Regions from separate parts of the Mus musculus genome. Here all the other regions are linked to region 1. The links are chromatin contacts, called in public promoter capture Hi-C maps. All regions are on one chromosome and are shown on one strand. The core of a region is the stretch at or near the end of the contact, and the rest is flanking DNA. Distances in the headings are between cores, read along the strand shown. Region 1 overlaps Macf1 (microtubule-actin crosslinking factor 1). Region 2 overlaps Macf1 (microtubule-actin crosslinking factor 1). Region 3 overlaps Macf1 (microtubule-actin crosslinking factor 1).

Evidence for each region. Capture Hi-C pulls out chosen DNA fragments and counts their contacts.
Region 2: a promoter capture Hi-C map of liver shows a contact between it and region 1. The contact joins two enhancer-like sites. A contact is called at or near these places in 18 of 484 Hi-C or Micro-C datasets (B cells, CD4 T cells, the G1E-ER4 cell line and 15 more), 6 of 115 datasets of contacts at active chromatin or transcription factors (embryonic forebrain, embryonic midbrain, embryonic stem cells and 2 more) and 3 of 9 other capture datasets (adipose tissue, liver and pancreatic islet).
Region 3: a contact with region 1 is called in a promoter capture Hi-C map of adipose tissue. The contact joins two enhancer-like sites. A contact is called at or near these places in 1 of 15 datasets of contacts at CTCF or cohesin (the NIH/3T3 cell line), 2 of 484 Hi-C or Micro-C datasets (bone marrow-derived macrophages and nephron progenitors), 1 of 115 datasets of contacts at active chromatin or transcription factors (embryonic stem cells) and 3 of 9 other capture datasets (adipose tissue, embryonic stem cells and liver).

Annotation. Positions count from the first base shown.
Region 1 is chr4:123,525,663-123,530,423 of GRCm38.p6, reverse strand. All of the region lies in intron 5 of Macf1 (microtubule-actin crosslinking factor 1), which reads left to right. Among named protein-coding and RNA genes, the nearest start is that of Gm31156, 24 kb to the left of the region's middle. Within about 2 kb of position 2,638, at least 116 of the 459 cell types and tissues checked have an H3K27ac peak or open chromatin away from gene starts, as enhancers often do. A contact at or near this core is called in adipose tissue and liver, where this site is marked.
Region 2 is chr4:123,644,610-123,649,370 of GRCm38.p6, reverse strand. The region is part of intron 1 of Macf1 (microtubule-actin crosslinking factor 1); the gene reads left to right. It also overlaps the pseudogene Gm35241. Among named protein-coding and RNA genes, the nearest start is that of Gm12925, 19 kb to the left of the region's middle. Within about 2 kb of position 2,095, at least 6 of the 459 cell types and tissues checked have an H3K27ac peak or open chromatin away from gene starts, as enhancers often do. A contact at or near this core is called in liver, where this site is marked.
Region 3 is chr4:123,436,203-123,440,963 of GRCm38.p6, reverse strand. Macf1 (microtubule-actin crosslinking factor 1) reads left to right here. Exons shown (of 98, transcript NM_001199136.1): 53 at 173-414; 54 at 1,394-1,523; 55 at 2,298-2,497. It also overlaps the pseudogene Gm12924. Among named protein-coding and RNA genes, the nearest start is that of D830031N03Rik, 27 kb to the right of the region's middle. Within about 2 kb of position 2,328, at least 6 of the 459 cell types and tissues checked have an H3K27ac peak or open chromatin away from gene starts, as enhancers often do. A contact at or near this core is called in adipose tissue, where this site is marked.

The DNA.
Region 1 (4,761 bases), core at 1,389-3,888:
GGTATGATAAAGTGCCATTCATGTTCACAGAGTGAATGAATGACTGTGCATTTTAACTCTGGTTTTCTCTCAAGGAAAACTGTGGGTAATAAATGGTTAACTACCAAAAAAGCCAGAGGAAAAGACTTGAATAAGTAGATCCCAAAAGTTTGCTTTGTGAGAAGGCATAGCCATATGTTCATAGGCTATGCCAGGTGAGGGTCCATGCACACGTTAGTCCTGTAGTCAGTTAACTCAGAAAGAGTGGAAGCATCCCTGTCTAAGAAGAAAATCTTGGGGTTTATTTACTTTCCTTAGAATACAATCAAGGAAAAGAGGTGTACTGAGATCCCTGTGGGAGCTAGGGATGGCTCCTAATGTTTAGCCCCAGGCATAAATGGGAATAAAAGAGATTTACTATAGATCAGGCACTGAGCCAAGTGCTTTACAGACATTATATCATTAGCCTTGTCTTTCAACCCCATTATGTGGGTGGTAGTGTCCATATCTTATAGGTAAGAAATCTGAATCACTCAGTAAATTAGTTAAGCCACTTAGCAATTTGAACCTAGTTCCACCCTTCTCAAATTTCTGTTCCTGTCTTGACCAGTTTTTCTCTGTAGTAGAAAATGACGCAACTGACATATAGACATTTAGAAAAGAGTAGACTCACAGAAGTAAAAATAGAATAAGCTTAGTTCTATAAGCTTCCTAGAGAAACCCACTGCAGTAATAGTTCTACTATTAAGCAGCTATCTCTTTTTGTCCCAGGTTGATCTATTTGGGGGATTTTTTTTTATTAGGTTATATTTCATTAATGGAAGTCAAATGTGTACCTTGCTGCATGAAGCTTAATAGTACCCTTATTTCTGCTTTCTTCATTGTATTTGTGAAGGTTTGGTGGCCGCACGAACAATTTGGTTGTAATGTCATGATTTTTTGCTGGTGAACTGATCTGAGTTTCCCTTGCTCTGACTTGCTGTGTGCTGTGATGTCCATAAGATGGCGCTGCAGTTTTGCTGGCCCTTTAGTGCCAGACTAAGGGAAGAAGCACCCACTGTAGCTACACAAGAGCCGGCCGGCCGGGGCTTTAGGGTCTCTAGTTGCTTTCCTTCTGGGAAGACTCTTCAGGAAAGGTGATAGGGCTGTGCTGGTATATGTTTTTTGAGCTTACATAGCCAGGACAACATAGCAAAATCCCATTACATTCATGTACATACATACATACACAGTGTGTATGTGGCTTAGTGGTGGTGCATATGCCTCTAGCATGTACAAGGCCCTCTATTTGATTCCTGGCACTGCAGGAACATGAAAGATAAACTGCTACAACAGAGAAGAAACATGCATACCTCTTTTCTCCCACTCCATTCAGAGAGCCTTCGATTGCATGTGTTAGGCAGTGTGCTGGAAACCTGGTGGAGGAATTCTGCTGGCTGGCAGCGCAGGGTGTGGTCTATGAGCCTTACTTACATCAGTCTGAGTGAAAATCACCTGGGTTTCAGTCCCTCAGCTGCTCTCCCCAGTCAGCAGCAAGTGTTATTTCTTCGTTGCTTGGCTACAGAGTCTAGCTGCTAGTTTAGAACTATGGGAATATCTTCTTGTTTTATGGCAGTGGAGAGCAGATTTTTCTCCCTCTAGTAATTAATGGAGCTGAAATGAAAAGTCTCTCTTTTATTCTATGGGTATTTTCGAGACAGGGTTTCACTCAGTAGTCCAGGCTAGCTTCAGACTTGCTTTGAAATTCTTCCTTTTTAGCCTCCCAGTAGCTGAGATTACACACATCAACCATTTTGTCGTGTTAACATGAAGTCTAAATGGCTTGTGTCTTCCCCGTCCTCAGTTATTTCAACTTGGACAAGTTAATCAGCTTTCTTAAATCTGAGTTTTCTTTACTTAAAAATTGGGCCACACATGGCTGCTGTGAGAATATAACAGAATAATATATATTATCCTGTTACATTATATATATGTTATATATGTGTGTATCTTCACATAGAACTTGTTATATAGCAAGTACTCAAAATACGATAGCTAACTGTGGCAAAGGCAGTACTGATGATTACTATTGAACACTTATGTCAAATACTGTTGTCTGACTTTTATATTGTATTGACAAGTGATCACCTGTCCCTGAGGCTTAACATACTATACTCAAAATCAATTTCCAGGTTTTTCATCAGTGTGTCTGGCCATCCGAATTAGTGGATGTTACTCTTTGGAGCTGGCCATATATGCCACAGGAGGCTGGATTGTTCATACCCCTGTTTCTTTTCTTAATGGAAGGAGTGGGCTCTAATCTTTCTTAGGTTAAAATTTGATTATGTATATCTTGCTTGCTCTTTTCCTTTGGGCGTCTTGGAGCAGTGATTAAAACATATTTCATTTCATAGGTTGGGAGCTTTCATTGCGGCTTCTCTGGTCTTGTCTACCTGGCCCTTCCCTTCCCTTGCTAGTTAGTACCCACTGAGCTGGTTTGCTCTCCCCACCCCCTCTTTGATATTGTTCTCCTCCTCCTCTCTCCGGCTACCTCTCTCTCTTCCTTTCCCCTCCCCTTTCCATTTACTCTTACGTTCTCCCCTCCTCCTCCCTCTCCCTGGTTTCTAGCTCCTTTTTGCGTTCTGTTTGTGTTACTGAGGGCAGTGCTCCAATTACCTCATATTTGGAGAGAGGAAGCGGCAGCCAATCCGGTTTCTGTCTGCTTTTAGGTCAAGTGATTTCTGAACTGCAGTGAGATGCTTTGAAATTTGTCTTGTTGCAGCTCTGAGCCTGTAAGATGGCTGTCTGAATCGAGCGGCTGGAAGAGACAGAGAGAGGCGGGGAGGGAGGGAGAAAGGATTGGAGGGATTGCCGGCATAGTGCATGTTTTTTGGTTTTTGGTTCTTTTGAATGTGCATCGAGTCCGATGAAGCCGACATTGGAATGCCTCTGGGATCCGAGGACTGATTCAACTGCTTTATTTTCTGAGATTGAGAGAGGAAAGAAATGGGAAATTCACTGGGCTGTGTTAAGGAGCCGAAAGAGTCCATAGCTGTTCCTGAGAAGGCTCCCATATCTCCTAAGAAGAGGGTTCGGTTCAAAAGGAAGTGGAGAGGGAAGAAAATCCTTACTCCAGAAGCATCTCACAGGGAGGAAGCTTTGGAAGGCACTGGAGTCATTGAAGAGACTGAAACCCTAACGAAGTTAACAGCGAGGCTCCCAAAGGAGCCCGGAGTGGGAGGGGCAGAGCACCCCCCATCAGACATTTTCCTGCCCGGAGACTCAGCTCCCAACTCAGGGGTGGGCGATCAAGGGATGATTGTGCAGGTAAAGGAGAGCTTCCAAGCAGAGATCCAGACTGCTCACCTTTTGTTGGAGAATGAGTCATCAGTTGTTGGAGGGGCCTGGGATTCCCTGGAAGAGGGTATGACAGTCATTGCTCACCTGCTTGATAACCCAGCAGAAAGGAACTGTGAGAAGTCTGTGAGCCAACTGGTGGAATTTCCGAGGACAGCATCCTGCAGCAGCAGGGCTGTGCTGTTGCCTTTGCAGGGAGAGACTGCAGTGGAGCAGGGAGGCACTCTGCTCAGACATCGACATCGGAGCAGCACTTTGCCTCGGACGGATTACCCCTCTGAAACAGTAGATCAAGACCAACCTTCAGAGGGCTGGAGTGTGGGGGGAAGAACCAAGAGTGTTCCAAGTGCCCCTCCCACAGGTTCTTGGATTGCTAAGTGTTCTGTTGCTTCATCAATACCAAAACAGTCAGGAGACCCTATTCACACAGAGCCTACCCATGTAGGTCTCGTGTCCTGCAAGGGTCCCATAATGCCTGCTTCTCAGAGTGATTTATCTGTCAGTGGCATCACTGTGAGCATTTTGCCATCCTCCTCTGGCTATGGCAGCGATGGGCTGCGCCTGCATGGGATCCGGCCTGAAGATACAGAACCTGAAAAGACCTCCACACCCTTCTCAGAAGAGGATGGTACCCTGTCTTTGGAGGCAAGCCATACTGATCGTGGGGTCTGGAGGAGGTGGATGGTGTATTTGGGGTAATCAAACTGTCTTTTTGGATTTCCTTCCGCTCAGGCATATCGAAGTGGAGTGTGGTAAGCAGTAAGGATCTTGGAGTATTTCAAACTTACCCCTATATGGGGAGTGTGAGTTAGTGATGGCTAGGGGTTGGCAAGCATAATCTATTTCAAGTCTGTCTCTTGATGCTTAAAACCAAGTCTTGTTGGCTCTGGGGAAATCTCAGGTTTTGAGTGTCCATGTAGCATAATTGCTGAGGTTATCTGGTAGGATTGTCTTTCAAGGTGCAGTTCTGGGCATTCCTCATACTCAGTCAGGGCTGTTGGCTTGTTTGCCCCCTTCAAGAAGTTGTTATGTAGCACAAAGGGTAAAGGGAAGCCTAGCTTAATTTCTAACATTAACATGGGAGTGTGAGGGATCTTGAAGACTTGGGGAGCATGGCAGCTGACTTCAGGGTGCTTGCTCTTCTCTCTGGAGAGTGGTGTTCTTAGCAGAGCTGATGCAATCGCTTCCCTGTGAGGATGTATCTAATGATAGCACTCACAGAATGTTTGTATGGAAGGAGAGGGCTCTTCCCCCTTGGCTTCTAGTGCTAAGATTAAAGGAGATCAGGGGATGTGGAGGAGGGGCAATGGGGAGAGGAGAAGGGGAGGAGAGGGAGAATGGGGAGAGTGAGTGGATGAGATGGGGCAGCTTGAAAGTTCAAAACTCCAAAGTTTATCTTGTGATTGAACTTGTTTAGGGCTTTAACATGTCTTGTCAGGCAACAAT
Region 2 (4,761 bases), core at 846-3,345, 120 kb before region 1:
CAGAAATCCGCCTGCCTCCCATGTGCTGGGATTAAAGACGTGCGCCCCCACTGGCCCAGCGGCATTCAACAACTTTCATTGCGACTATTTCCTGTGCTTCTTTCCACCTGTCATCTCCTCAGCTCTACTGTTATACAGCAGTCCAAAGCTGTTACCTCTTACTTGGACTGCTACATAGTTGCTATTAATTGGTCTGACTTAACTATTTCTCAGAAAGCTTTTTTTCACATTCAAATCAGAGAAGTAAACCTCAGAAGTATGAAAGTAGCTATGGTCGGCAGCTCTCCACCCCCAAGAATTGGGAAGGTTGAAGCAGAGGGATTGTATGGAATTTGAGACCAGTCTTACAGTCTTACCTATAGAGTGATGCCTCCATTTTCTTTTTTTTTTTTTTAAAGATTTATTTATTATATGTAAGTACACTGTAGCTGTCCTCAGACACTCCAGAAGAGGGCATCAGATTTCGTTACAGATGGTTGTGAGCTACCATGTGGTTGCTGGGATTTGAACTTGGGACCTTCAGAAGAGCAGTCGGCACTCTTAACCATCGAGCCATCTCACCAGCCCGAGGCCTCCATTTTCTACAACAAAAAATACAAAATTGCTGGGCTTGGTGGTGCACGCCTTTAATCCCAGCACTCTGGAGACAGAGGCAGGTGGATTTCTGAGTTCAGTTTGAGGCCAGCCTGGTCTACAAAGTGAGTTCCAGGACAGCCAGAGCTACCCAGAAAAACCCTGTCTCGAAAAAACAAAACAAAAAACCAAAAACCAAAACAACAACAACAACAACAAAAAAATAATCAGGTAGAATTTTTTTTTTTTTTTTTTTTGGCTTAAAAAGTCCTACCATGGACCCAGAGAGATGGTTTAAGGCCTGCCTAAGATACTGAATGAGTCTACCCTGGGCAACTTTTAGTGAGATCTATCACAAAATTTATAAAGGAGAAGAAATATAAAAGGCTGGGGGTGTAGTTTCATGGCCGAGTGTACGCCTAGGTGTGGGAGGCTCAGGATTCAGTACCCAGTACAAACCAGAAGCAAAAGCTTCCTTAGCAAGTCCCCATTGCCTGTGTGATAATGACTGAATCCACAACAAAGCCTGTGGTAGTTCAGTTCTGCCTCTTGGCCTTTTCCTTGCTCTTTTCTCTTTATCACTGTGAAGCCATGTTCAGCTTCCTTAGCTTGCAGGGGTGGAGAATGTTGCTGTGTTTGCTTTGCTTATATTTTGTTTCTCTCTTGAAATTCTTTTGTACCTGTTAAACTAACCTGTCAGCAGGATGTTAAACACAATTCAAGCTAGGCCTTGGTAGTACAGGCTGAATTCTCAGCTACTGGAGAGAGTTGGGCTAGGAGTAATAACTAGGTCAAGGCCTACCTAGCTAGGCAACTTAATGAAACCTGCTTTGAAATAAAGAACCTAAAAGTTAACTGGTAGGGCACTTGTCTAGCAGACGTGAGACCCTGGGTTCAATGTCCAGTACTGCCGAAGCCATGGGGAAACAGCCCAGTAACCAGGCAATCATTGTTAGGAAATGCTTCTCTCGGTTGTGTATAACTTCATTACTTATGTGCTTGCCTTTTCGCACTAGACTCTCTGTTCCCTAGCTGTGCTTAGCATTGCATTTAGGATGTACAGGTACAGCATACATGCTGATGAATGAACACTGTACACACAGATTCCTCACACAAAGTAAAACCTTGTCTAAAATGAGAGTATACTATAGCTTAATGACTGCGCTTATTCTAAATGCTTGGAACCAGAAGTATTTTGATAGACTTTTAAAAGTAATTTACTTTTGTGTGCACTGGTGTTCTCTGCCTGTATGTATGTCTGTGTGAGGGTATTGGATCCCTGGACTGGAATTACAGACAGTTGTGAGCTGCCATGAGAAGGGAATTGAACCTGGGTCCCTTAGAAGAGCAGCCAGGCTTTTAACTGCTGAGTTATCTCTTTAGCAATCAGTGCCCCTCTGCGTATTTCGAAATTTTTGAGTTTGAAGATTTCTTTTTTTTTTTGATGGTGGAGATTGAAGCCAGGCCCCAGGCATGCAAAGCATGTGCTCTGCCTCTGAACTACACTCTTATCTCTAAAGCAGTTCTAGTGAACCCTGTTTGTGTACTTTCTCACCTGAGGTCAAGTGTAGAATTTTCATTTATGAGATCATGTAGATTTTTAGAGAGTTTTGGCTTTGGCATCATTTTGGACTTAAGTTTTTTGTTTTTGTTTTTGTTTTTCAAGACAGGATTTCTCTGTAGCCTTGGCTGTCCTGGAACTCACTTTGTAGACCAGTCTAGCCTTGAACTCAGAAATCCGATTGCCTCTGCCTCCCAAGTGCTGGGATTAAAGGCATGCGCCACCACGCCAGCTTGGACTTCAGTTTTTAATTAGAGGTGTTCAACCTGTGTTTAGATGATAGAAGACATTTTGTTATCCTAAGGACAATGACATGAGATCTTGAGGATTGTGTATTATTTTTGTACTTTAAAGTTTCAATTCAGGGTCTAGCCTTGGCAATTCCAGTACTTTGGAGGCAGAGGTGGGAAGATTGCCACAAATTTGAACCCAGGTTGGTTTACTTTTCAGTAACCCTATAGTTTACTATAGGTTAAAACTGTGGAGTTCCAGGCCAGTTAGGATTACAGCGAGACCTAGCATCAAAACACAATAAATGGATAGATGGATGGAGAGACAGACAATTCAAAATTTTCAGTTTGGGAATAACAAAACAAAATTAGCTTTAGAGGGGCTGGAGAGATGGCTCAGTGATTAAGAGCACTGACTGCTCTTCCAGAGGTCCTGAGTTCAAATCCCAGCAACCAAACGATGGCTCACAACCATCTGTAATGAGCTCTGATGTCCTCTTCTGGTATGTCTGAAGACAGCTACAGTGTACTTATATATAATAAATAAATATTTTTTAAAAAGTTAGCTTTAGAAACACAGCCATGGCTAGTCTAGTGGGTATTTGTAGAGGCATCTCTGGATCCTGAAGGCTGACAGCTTCCTAATAAATCCCAAGGCTTGATCTTCTTTTAGTTTGTTGCTTAAGAAAACATCAAATGTCACATTTTTTCTTCAATGTGAATTACTTCATACAGTATTGTCAAGAAAAGGACCAGAAGAATTTTTTTAAAGATTTATTTTATTTATATGAATACATGGTAGCTGTCTTCAGACACACCAGAAGAGGGCGTTAGATCTCATTACAGATGATTGTGAGCCACCATGTGGTTGCTGGGAATTGAACTCAGGACCTCTGGAAGAACAGTCAGTGCTCTTAACCACTGAGCCACTAGAAGGATTTTTTGATGACAAAGATTTGTGTGTGTGTGTGTGTGTGTGTGTGTGAGAGAGAGAGAGAGAGAGAGAGAGAGAGAGAGAGAGAGAGAGAGAGAGAGAGAGAGAGAGAGAGGTGGGGGGTGTCAAATCTGGAGCTTCATGGACCTACTAGCAGCAAAGGAACAAAAGTAATGAAGGCCCACACAAGCTTTGATATGTCCCACTGAAGGGAAAAAACATGCTTCTAACTCTAGAGCAGGAGGCCAGACAGAGATTGCCAATGCCTTGTTCAGAGCACTTAGAAAAGGTTGTTGCTTCCATGGATGCTTTGGGTAAAGCTGCCCAGGGGAGGGAAGATGCTTATGCCATCTTTAGACTGGTTAAGACAGTGAGACCTGGTGCTTAGAAAAGGGGCATTTGTTGAATGACTCATCTGGCACAAATTCAAGCTGTGGCCTCTAACTTGGGACCTAAATAAAAGATATAACAGGAAAGGATTCTTTGTGATGCCTTATGTGGATTGTTTTGTCAGACTAAGAGTTGAGCAACAAGCCCACATTGAAGCAAGAAAGAAAGGTTTACAGAAGTCCAGAGGTCAGGCATTGTCCTAGATGCTGTCCAGGAGTATGGTTTCGTTGTTCTTGCAGCACAGTCTGAGTTCTCGAATCTGGTGAGCAGTTTAGAAAGGAATGTTCCAGCCAGGTGTGGTGGCACAGGCTTCTAATTCCAGCACTTGTGAGGCAGAGGCAGGTGGGTCTCTTGAGTTCAAGGTTAGCTTGGTCTTCAGAGCAAATTGTCCTAGGACAGCCAGGTTTACACAGAGAAACGGTGTATGGTGATGGGGTGGGGTGGGGTGTTCTTGTTAAAAAATAAGTAAAATAAACCCAAAATTAACCATTCTCCCTAAAAAAAAAAAAAGCAAAGATATTTGTTCACTAGCTCTAATTATCCTTTAGCTCTTAGAAGAGTACCTGTCTGGTATGACAGATGTAAATTCTCACCCTTTTTACTGATAAGAGACTGGTAAGAACCTAGTAACTAGTTCAAGGTCAGGTGGCCATTAGTATTAAAACCAACTCTCTTCCCTTGTTGAGGCAGTTTACCTATGTAGCCCAGCCTGGTCCTCCAGCCCTAGCCTTTCTAAGAGTCTGGGATCACAGATCTGTGATATCACACTGAGTTGTTGTTGTTTTGGAGCTGGAGAGAGCTCAGTAGTTAAGAGCACTAGCTGCTCTTGCAGAGAACCCAGGTTCACAGCACCTACATGCTGCCTTACAGCTATGAGTAAGTTCAGTTCCTGGGGATCCAGCACCCTCTTCTGACCTCTGTGGACAACAGGCATGCATGCAATGTATTTACATACTCGCAGACAAAACACACATTAAATAAATATTTTTTTTAAAGTTTGGAAAAGGACTGGAGAGATGGCTCAGTGGTTGAAAGCACTGACTGCTCTTCCAGAGGTCCTGAGTTCAATTCCC
Region 3 (4,761 bases), core at 1,079-3,578, 89 kb after region 1:
AGTGTTATGTTTTGTTTTTTACTTTGTTTATTTAAACAGGAACTTTCGAGGAAGGTAATCAGTAGTTGACTAGAAGAGTTAGGAGGGATGCTTGATCCTGACAGATCATTTAGGAGTAAAAAATGAAGGGAAGAAGGACTATCAATCTCATTGTTTTTTCCCATGATACTAGATCTTACAGAGATTCAGTGTGACATGTTTGATGTAAATTCGAAGTATGAGAAACTGTGGGAAGTGCTGCGAGAACGACAGGAAAGCCTTCAGACTGTCTTCAGCAGAATGGAGGAGGTTCAAAAGGAGGCGAGCTCTGTATTACAGTGGTTAGAATCAAAAGAAGAAGTCCTGAAAGCCATGGATGCCACTTTGTCTCCAACCAAGACAGAAACAGTAAAAGCCCAAGCAGAATCTAACAAGGTACTGTGTTTCCATTGTGAGCTGCACCTGAACAGGAGGGGAGGAGGTCCCTGCAGGGGCTCCTGCCCCAGTCTGGGGTCTAAGCCTGAATGGAGTCTATTCTCGACTGGAATTGGTGGTATGTTTGCCCTCCAAAATTTTAACATACCTCATTCCAGTCTCCGTGACAATTCTTGTTACTTATAAAATAAGAAATGGTTATGATTCAGATTTGGGGGAGGGGGCATGTTTTCAAAAAGAGGCTAGCTCCCTCCTTTCCCACATTATTAGCTCATTGAGAATTGAGTCTTATTTTCCACGTGATACAACTAGATAGCTAAGCTTTTCTTGTCCAGGCATTTTTGCAACTCTTAGGGGAACCTAAAAATTGTGGATAGGTATTTATTCTTGAGTTGGAAATGTATGGTGCAGGAGAGAAGCCTTAACAGTTAAGAGCACTTGATGTTCATGCAGAAGACCAAGGTTCAGTTACCCATGCCATCTAGAATACTGGCTCCATGGGATCCAACGCCCTCAGAAGGCTTCCTCCAGCACCAGGCACTCATGTGGTGCACACAAAAACAGCAGACACTCATAAAAATTTTAGTGTTAAAAGTTAAATGTAGACTAGATAAATTGTCAGAAAATATAAGAACATAGAAATTTTCTTCTCTGAAATTTTCATCAAATTTTTTAATGTCCCAGTTGATCATGGCATGTCAGCTCTCCAACTTCCAAAATGCTGCCATCATCTTATCTTGGCTCTTCTGATTAGTAAGAGGTGATGGTCTCTACTCAGTTGGGATTCACTGATGTGCTGTACTCAAAAGAGCTCAGATCCCACCATTTTCATTTTAAAGTCAATTCTAAAGCAAAGAACTTAAATGCATTAAGTTTGTGGAACAAGCCGTGGAGCATCTGAGATCTCCTGCTCAGTCAGTCTCACAAACTTCTACCACATACAGCTGTGACATGGCATGCATGTTGTACTTTCCCCTAGGCTTTTCTGGCTGAATTGGAACAGAATTCCCCTAAAATTCAGAAAGTAAAGGAAGCCCTGGCTGGATTACTGAAGACCTATCCCAACTCACAAGAAGCAGAAAACTGGAAGAAAATGCAAGAGGACCTCAGTAAGTCATCACAGAGATGTTTTATTCTTAAAAGATCCAGTTTCAGGGCCAGAAAGATGGCTCAGCAGTTAAGATCACTGGCTGCTATCCAAGAGAACCTGAGTTCTAATTCCCAGCACCCACATGGTGGCTCACAACTGTCTGTATCTACAGTTCTAGGGTATAAGACACACATGCAGGCAAAACAGCAATGCACATACAATTAAAATACATAAATTAGGTTTTTTTAAAAAATCTTATCTCCAAAGCAAATTGGAAATGTTAGTACACCCTAAAAAGCTGGAATTATTTTCAATTAACTTTTTTAAGGAAGCAAAAGGCCTGTCTGTCTAGGACCAGATAATGACCTGAACAGGGGAGATTTTAGAAATTCAAGTCAAGAGCAATCTGGCTTTCTAGGACAAGTCAAACTGATAGTCTACTCTGATCAGAAGCTAACGGAGTATTGGGGATAAAAATGAAAGTGGGAAGTAATGACCCATTCCTTGAATCCCAGCACTCAGGAGGGAGTAGTGGGTGGATCTCTGTGAGTGCAAGGCAAAAGGGGTGTGGGGGAGGAGGGGAGCTTCCACAGTTTCATCACCTGCAGCTTCTTGTCACTACCAGTCTAATGAACATATAGAACTATTTGTATTACTTTAGTTTTTAAATGTTTTTAAGTTATTTTTAATTTTTAAAAATGTTAAATAATGGCTCATGTGTCGTTTCCTGTAGAATATAAGGAGTACAGCTTAGGGACCAAGCCAAATGCATTCTCTCATTTCCTCTCAACAGATTCCCGATGGGAAAAGGCCACCGAGGTTACTGTGGCTCGCCAAAAGCAGCTAGAGGAATCTGCAAGCCACCTGGCCTGCTTCCAGGCTGCAGAGTCCCAACTCCGCCCCTGGCTGATGGAGAAGGAGCTGATGATGGGAGTTCTTGGTCCCTTGTCTATTGACCCCAACATGTTGAATGCCCAGAAGCAGCAGGTCCAGGTGAGCAAAGTTGATTAATGCCTGAGCAAAGTAATCTGGGTTTCAATGCTACTCTCAGCATGTAGATTTGATTATTTCACTTTTCTCAGTTTAATAAGATTGTATTTGTGAGATTTTATCAAGATGTTCATCAAGTAATAAACAGAACAGAACTCTTAATAATATCATTAACAGGCAGTAAGCTCAATGAATTTAAAAATGGGGGACGTTTCCTGAGTAAATTAAATTCATACCTTACTTTTAATTCTCAGTAGTACGTGTGCACATTACTTAATATATTTGTATCTGTCTGCAGCTGATTAAGCAGAGAAGTCATTTCCTGTGCAAGCTTGCCTAGAGCCTTTGCTCTGCTCTGCCCCTTTCTCTATACCTGTTACTTGCTCCCTTCTGCCTTGTTCTCCAAGATCAGGTCTAAGAACAGTATTTGAAGGAGCTTTTTCTTTCAGCCTTACATGTGTCCTAATCTACCTACAAATACTGCTCTAATCCATTGTTTGTCCATGTTTGTTTGTTTAATTTTGTCTTATGTGTAAGGATGTTTTGGTACGTTCCTGTCTGTCCATATGTGTGCCTAGTGTCTGTGGAGTCCCTAAGAGGACATCAGATTCCCTGAAACTGTAGTTACAGGTTGTAAGCCACCATGTGGCTTCTGGGAAATGAACTCAGGACCTCTGGCAAAACAATCAGTGCTCTTAACCATTGAACCATCTCTCTAGACCCTTGGTTGTTTTGTTTGTTTGGTTGGTTGGTTTTTGTTTTTCTCTTAAAAATTACTGAGAATCTTAACCACTTCGGGCCCCCAAATTATTGAGAATCTTACAGAGCTGTCTTGTATTTATTTATTGATATTTACTGATATTCTATCAAGTCAGTAATTTTAATATATATTCATTATTTAATTTTTAAATAATGCTAAAACCACCACTTTAAGTACCAGATTCAATCTGTAATCATTGGGTAGATTCTGTAAAACCACAGCAGACGTCCATTAGGGAATAAGAACTTGTTTTGGGGGTGGAGAGATGGCTCAGTGGTTAAAAGCACTGACTGCTCTTTCAGAGGTCCTGAGTTCAATTCCCAGCAACCACATGGTGGCTCACAACCATCTGTAATGAGATCTGATGTGTCTGAAGAGAGCAATGGTGTACTTATATACAATAAATAAATAAATAAATAAATAAATAAATAAATAAGTAAATAAATCATTTTAAATTAAAGACATTAAAAAAAAAGAACTTATTTTGTTGAGACAGGGTCTCACTCTGTAGCATAGGTTGACCTTGAGTTTACTATGTTGCCCAAGCAGGCCTCAGGCTTGCAGGTAATCCTCCTCCTTAAGCTTCCTGAACGATAGACTGACTATAAGAATGTATTGCAATGTCATGCCCGAATATGAAAACAAGTACTTTAAAAGACAAAACCATCCTACTATTATGAAAATAGTGATTCCCTGGACTCTGAAAGGGCCTAGGCACTCTAACATATTTGTGAACCATCCTTTGAGAACTTCTCCATTCTCTGTGAAAATTTAATCTGTAGACTATGACCTGAGAACAGCCTCCCAATTGCTGACACAATTACATACAGTTTCCATACCTGTGTATATTCAAAAGCTCAGTGTCTCTTGGCGACCTGTTAAACAGTCTAAGCTTTTGTTCAGTGTTGTGTGTCAGGTCTTTTACAGTCTGGCCCTAGCATGTTTTGCCAGCTTCATTTATTAGGCACCTTTGCTAATCCTAGGCCCTCCATGAGGCACCCTTCACTAGTCCTGCTCCCTGCTCTGTTTGGAGTAGTCCTAGTCATTCTTTTTTAAGTGAAGCAGGGACATGTGTGCCACCACACACATGTGGAGGTCAGAGGACACCTTCAGAAGTTGGTTCTTGGGGGCTGGAGAGATGGCTCAGCAGTTAAAAGCACTGACTGCTCTTCCATAGGTCCTGAGTTCAGATCCCAGCAACCACATGGTGGCTCACAACCATCTGTAATGGGATCTGACACCCTCTTCTGGGGTGTCTGAAAACAGCTACAGTGTACTCACATGTAATAATAAATCTTTTTTTTAATTCATTTACATTTTATTTGGAAGTTAATATAAAGAAGCGCTTACACATAAACAAGAAAATGATTAAAGATGTTTAAAAACAAAGCAGTTCTACTTTGACTCTAAAGGTATACCTCCTAGTTAACTTTGTTTACAAATGTACCAGCAAGTGAAAAATATGCATGCTTCAATAGTCTGAAGATGGGAAAGTAGAAGAATACTT